2 separate regions of the Bicyclus anynana genome follow, and region 1 is linked to region 2. Evidence: chromatin contacts called from public Hi-C data. All regions are on one chromosome and are shown on one strand. The core of a region is the stretch at or near the end of the contact, and the rest is flanking DNA. Distances in the headings are between cores, read along the strand shown. Region 1 holds the start of LOC112053975 (putative transcription factor SOX-15). Region 2 has its middle 3.3 kb from the start of LOC112053974.

The links. Hi-C and Micro-C count contacts between places; a contact is called where the count stands out from the background.
Region 1: a contact with region 2 is called in a Hi-C map of whole body, with 2.2 times the contacts expected there. The contact joins the promoter of LOC112053975 here to the enhancer-like site in region 2. A contact is called at or near these places in 2 of 2 Hi-C or Micro-C datasets (whole body and whole larva).

The regions. Positions count from the first base shown.
Region 1 is chr2:14,095,406-14,098,695 of ilBicAnyn1.1, reverse strand. It overlaps LOC112053975 (putative transcription factor SOX-15), which reads left to right and starts at 1,346. Exons shown (of 4, transcript XM_024093610.2): 1 at 1,346-1,702. The region is part of intron 1 of LOC112051542 (transmembrane protein 14C); the gene reads right to left.
Region 2 is chr2:13,910,958-13,914,283 of ilBicAnyn1.1, reverse strand. No RefSeq gene overlaps it. Among protein-coding and RNA genes, the nearest start is that of LOC112053974, 3.3 kb to the right of the region's middle. Within about 2 kb of position 1,788, at least 8 of the 8 cell types and tissues checked have open chromatin away from gene starts, as enhancers often do.

The sequences.
Region 1 (3,290 bases), core at 97-2,596, 180 kb before region 2:
TTAAATACCTACCCCTACTTGCAAGAGTTAAACAGTAGGTACCTAAATATATATTATTTATATATTGCCTATATGTAGTCAGATAGGTACATAATCGTACTTGCTTAGTCTTCAGTGAGTTTTAATTAATCTTTGACCGCTTAAAAAAACTTGATTTAAACGATAACCATCGACCGCACTGGTTTTTAAAGATAAATAACATAAAAAAGTCCGCTATGTAAAACTGTCTGTATCATTTCCTCCTACCTACGAAAATTGGCCGATCGCCATCTGGGATGAAACCAAAATGGCCACGTCTACATTTTGGTCCATAAAGATGTGAACAACATGTTATCTCCCTCTGTTGTACGGTTAGATATAAAGTATGAAAGAGACACAATGATCAGATGCAGTTTCACGACCAATGAATCGTGTCCACTGTCCGCCTGTGCCTACGCATCCGATGCCAAAATTATCTTTCTAAAACCAACTTACTTTGTATTCTTTTTTTAAAGCTTTAAAAGGACTTTAATAATTATTTGATTAGTTTATTAACAGTTTAGTAAAGCATTTAATTTGTTAAAACATTTATAATCGGAGTTATCTATGTAACTTAAAATTTTAATAAACTTGAGATAAATTTTCACAAAAACACACCTTATGATCATCGTGTTAAAATTTAAAATTTATTAATCAAGTTGTCGAGTACTTAAGTAGTTTCTAAGATGTAATTGCAGAATATGATCCGTGTTAAATCATCTCTAACATAGAGTTGTCCTTTTCTCACTTGATTCATGTTTACTGTTGTGGGATAGAGACGGTCGTTTTTCCTGCATATACCCAAGACGCTTGACGCATACGTTTGTTGACTCAACAGGTTTCGCCAGGTGTACTCCACAATTTTCGTTTTGAGCTTTGCCTTTATTTTGTTCATAAAAATATTATTCTTTATTTATATCATATACATTAACAAAACGTATTTTTAATGAGATGAATTTAATTGGAATTGAAATACCAATATTTAATAAATACCTTTTATTACAAATTTTAATTAAATACCTTCCTGTAAAACTATAAAAGGTATTTTCCTGAGTAAATTTAGTTGAGAAATTGATTGAGTGAATTACGATATCTTCTGTAATTCAGTTACAAATATGTTTCAGTTATTATCGGCTGACTTAAGATTAAACAACAGTTTCATATTATAAAGATATAAATGTTGCACACATACAACATTGAAGTACATTAATATTTAAATAATTGCATTATTATTTTTATGCTACCAGTTTAACTCATATTTTTATGTGTAGAGCTTTACAAATACCTACGAAAGGTTGACCTCACCTGGCCCTATCGCTCGCCCGCTCTGAGGTGCGCATGCGACTCCAGTCGATCGTGCTCGCCCGCCGGCGCGAAGTGATCGTGCTATGTTCCTAATTCAAAAATTTAAAATATTCCTCGAACTTTTATCGACGACAGGCAAACGATTTTAAATCTACCGCCCAAAGAATAACTTTCAAAAGACTTAGTGGAAAGTGATTTCGTGTGTTTTTATCTGTCGTGCGGGTATTTTAGGAAAAAGTGATTAGCGAAGTTTATGTGACAAGTTGCGGTTAAAGTTCAGACCTCATTCTGGATGTACCCACTACTAGTATAAAGATATCGTGATATTTACATTAAGTGAGTGAGAACAATAGAACGAAAAAAATATTATATTATAGAGGTACGTATTACTTACTTATTTTTTTGTAATTAAAGTGTTTTGTAAAGATAGCATGGGTACGGTGACAGTCGCCTGTATGACGTTCATAATACGTATTATTATCGTGAATCACGGCAAACTTTCAAGAGTGAAACGAACTGTCACCCGCACCATCCTACATGAAACGAACTGTACCATTATATCTAGCTACACTAAGAGTACCGTCTACCTAGTATATACCTTGGTGGATAGTTAAAATAAAAAATAATTTCAAGCTATACGAAGGTTGGCGAAATTTTTTAACATTTTAACCGGCTTCCGAAAAAGGGGAAGCCCCCAATCAGTTCAAGTTATATTAAAGCCTCTTATTCTTATTTGACACTTAAACTGGTAAAATTTATGAAATAGGTAGATAGTGATTCCCTTGAATGGGGTCGAGCAGTGCCGAGCGAAAGTGTGCAATAATCGACCAATTATATAATTAGAAGATAACGTGATCAAATTATCACGTCATCTATCATTAATCTGATTTGTCTATTGTTACATGTCTTAGCTCTGAATCGCATATGAAGAACTACATTGACGAAATAGATTTTTTATACTTAATAAGTCAATGATTTTATACTATAATCATTGTAGTAAGTAGGTTTATCTATCTGCTTAAATATTTGGCAGAAGTAATAAAATAAAAGTTTTAAGCTTGTTCCCACATTTTTCGAAATCTAAGGTTGTCTGGAAGAAATCGTAGCGTAGCGTTATGGAAGCCATTTGTATACTTAATGCTTTTAGCTTGTATTGTTTGTTATTTTTTATTTTACGTTGTGCTGTACAAATAAAGAACATAAATAAATAAATCAAATTATGGCTTAAGCAGTAAGTAGGTACTACATACTCATTATTATCAACTAGATACAAACTTACTGCTTTACGAAATGCATGAATAAAAAAATCCAGAGAAACGAAACCTTTTTCCGGATTTGTAAAATCCCTGTCGTATAGGCACTTAACCTTAATAGCCGACTTTAAAAAAGATGTATTAAGTATATTGATAGTAGGTAGTTATATCTATGTTTAAAGGTAGGTTTGTTAAAAAGTGTTTGCTGTATAATAGGGTTTTCATCAATCAATCAAGAATCACGATGTCTAGAATCTGTGTACTGTGTGTAGTGTTATGTATTCATTGGTAGGTAGGTACAAAGAAAAAAATAAATTATTTATTTCCAGAATATTCTACCATGAGCTCAGAAGTTGGGAGATTAACACCGTACAAACGATAACAAAATAAATTAATTTTTACAAAACGAACTCTTCGATTTTTTATTCCAAATTAACAATAGAGCAAAGATGTTTATCGTAGCACTATTCGAATAAATTTGGGTTTAGGTTCAACCAATATCATTAACGATAAAGTCACCCTCGAGTTAATTAATTCTTCATTAACAATCGTATTTTCAAAATGGTGCTTAACATCTGAAGGCTTAGAAGGGCACTCGCAATTTTGTGGAAAATTACAAAAAAATAATTATCGGAAGATTGTTTTTTTAATAACAACATAATAATTACTAGGTTGTGTTACCTATATGTTACCAGCAATTTGTATAATCAGATA
Region 2 (3,326 bases), core at 539-3,038:
GTGTGAAATCGTGCGTGCGGGGAAGTGACGTGCATTAGTCGTGGGTTTCCATTCATCGCTACACCCCCCTCGGCCCGTGCGCAACATCGGGAGTGTTACGAACGAAGTTGCCAAGCTTTAAAGACTTCATCATCGCTTTTCAACTGTTTTATCACTGTAACGATTTTTAAACATTGTAAAGATACAATAAATAACTTGAACAGAGTTAACCTAATCATCAATCCCGCGTGGAATGGTGGTGAGAAGGCTGCATTTCCACGCGAGACAGCAAAGCCGAACTTTTGCCCAAAAAATACACAGTAATTTAGGTGTTTGTTTGAATTTTGTATTGAAAATGTCACAAAATAACCATTTATTTTTAATATTTTTACATAAAACAGAAACGGCCTCACTAAGATACTCAAAAAACGTACCTATTTTAGCTCTAATTTCAATAAATAATTTTTGAATGTGATACTCTACCTACTTCATGGTGACCCTACTCTACTGAGCACGATTTTTCCGGCCGATCAATAAAACCATCGTATCGCAGAGCAACGAACAATCGAACTGAGCGCAAATTATAATACTTACTTCAAATTAACCTTGCTCTCAATAAGAAGTTATCTAACCTATTTTATAACTGCTAATCATTTGCCTAGTTGTTCAATTGAGTAGATCATTCCTACTTGTTTAGGTAATTCTACTTTCGGAAGACCTTTTGGTTTTAGTATTAGATGTAGAACTAAATGGCAGCAACTCATTTGTGTGTACCCCCAATGCCAAAAGAGGGATATTATAAGTTTGATATGTATGTCTGTCTGTGGCACATAGATCCCGAACGGATGAAGCGATTACAATTTAGTTTTTTTTTTTTTTGTATTAAAGGTGACTTATGTGTGAGTATTCTTAGAGATGTTTAATGAAAATCGGCTGAGCCGTTTAAAAGTTGTGGGGTGGTGAAAGTGGGGAAGAATAACTCAATGTCTGCAAATATACTTGAGTGGGGTCTCGGGGTGAAAGCGCACTGAAAGAGAATATTGATGACTTGATTGAGATACACTCTCAATTAATAATTTCATGACAGGGGGTTTTCAAAATTTTCAATTTTGTGTTATGTTTTGCTTAATAACAAGTTAGTCCTATCCTTAATTCTGCGATCTCAACTAATATTACCTAAGTGTAAACAGCAAGGCAGTACTAATATGGAAGCAAGCTTCCTCGGAAGAGGTATTTTATTCTACCCATAGTCACACAGCGGGCGATGCAACGAGCTATGTTAGGAGTACCTCTGAGTGATCGAATCAGAAATGAGGAGATCCGCAGAAGAACCAAAGTCGCTGACATAGATCAACGAGTTGCGAAGCTGAAGTGGCAATGCGCGGGGCACATAGTTCGAAGAGCCGATGGACGTTGGGGTCCCAAAGTGCCGGAATGGCGACCCCGCACATGTAAGAGCAGTATTGTTCGACCCACCAGGTGGACTGACGACATCAAGCGAGTCGGAGGGATTCGCTGGATGCAGCTGGCTCAGTATCGTGATGTTTGGAAGTCCCTACAAAATATATTTTATTTCTTATAATGCACATCTGAAAAGTTGGAGGTGTATGCCCCGGCCCGGATTTGAACCTACGCCCTCCGAATCGCAGGCAGGTCAGTTATAATTGAAATGAACGAATTTAAATTTGGAATATAACTAATAAGTAATGCGAGTTCATCAACCTTTACTAGCCACACACATACCGTGAGGGTAGATTCAATCGTCAAGCGCCATCTCTCGGCGAGGCGGGCACGCTCACGACAAGTGACGTCATGCGGCGGGTTGATTGAGCGATGAACTTTGAAGGCTCGCGTCGATCACGTCTTATTATTATTACTGCTTATACGAAGGATTATCCATTCAGATTTGCTGTATACGGGTTGCTCTCTTAATTATATTAATTAATTATTTATTAATCATGGTGAATTAAGAGTTGGACTTTTAAACAGAGCTGTTTGTTAGTCTAAAACTCGGAAACGGCTTAACTTATTTTCTGTACGCAAAGGGTAAAATGAGAACCCATACTCCGCTGTCCGTCCGTCCGTCTACGAAGTTATGAAAAATAATTCTAAGCTTACGTAAAAATAGAAACGACCGTTTGTTCAGCAAAAAAAAACGCATATTTCGACACTCTGGGCATTAAAACTCATACGATACTTCCCATTGACCTTGAGCTACGAAAATTGGTAAGTAGCATTGTTATTAGCAACAAGAATAAAATATCAAAAACTATACATTTGTAAAGTGGAAATTCGAGAAAAGCTCAGCAAAAACTACGCAGTCCGATTTCGATTAATAATGAAAACGTACGGAACCATTTTTTCACGAGTCCGAGTCGCACTGATGTTTTTTTTGTTTGCTCTAATACATGGGTCAAAACAAAAATTTAACCGAAAGTAACATCCAATAAATCTTATGTTTTACTACGGTACGAATTTTGTTGGGCAAATAGTAGGTCTAATGAAAATGCACTAAAATATCAAATTTGACAAGTACCTATTTAATACCTACACCACTACACTTACCTGTAATTTTGCTTGATTTGCAAAATATATAGATAGAAAGAATGAATTATGTTTTTAAAAAAAAAACCTGAAAAGAACTAATAAATATTTAAGTTTTTACAACACGGAACACTCTGTACATACAACCGCTGGCATGGTTCGCAAGCTCTTATTAATACCATGAAGAAAGCTACACCAAATCTGATAGAAAACTAACAGTGGGAGTGCTTGAATTTTTGTACAATGATGCGCACAAGTTTGACACTTAAAACTCAACCAAAAATCAAATATTGTATTTTCAAAAAGAAAAAACCTCGATTCGGTGCCTGATGATAATAATCATGCTTACATTTACAGGATATCAAAATTAAAAAAAAAGTCTAAATGTCTCAAAACATTTAGACGAAATCAAACACAAATAAAAAAAAGCAAAAAATGGTAATAGGTGGGTGTTTTAATTTATTTAATGCTTGGTTTTATTCAGCGCTGAAAATACATTAAATGTTTCCAACAGAACAGTAACATTTCAAATTTATAGTTAGATTTTTATATTTTTTTTTCTAGACTTTAATTAGAATATGAAACTATGTTACAAAATTATGCGCAAAATTTAATTCATTCAATTTTACAACAGCTCGAGAAATCTATATGGAAAGCTGATAACCTAACTGTTGAGACATCAAAAGCTATACTTAAATATTACATGTATTGTATTGCTGCACAATTCCCTACATTGTGTAAGCAATTTTTACTGAGACAGTTTATTTGCAAACAAAAAAAATTAACTATGTATACTATAATAA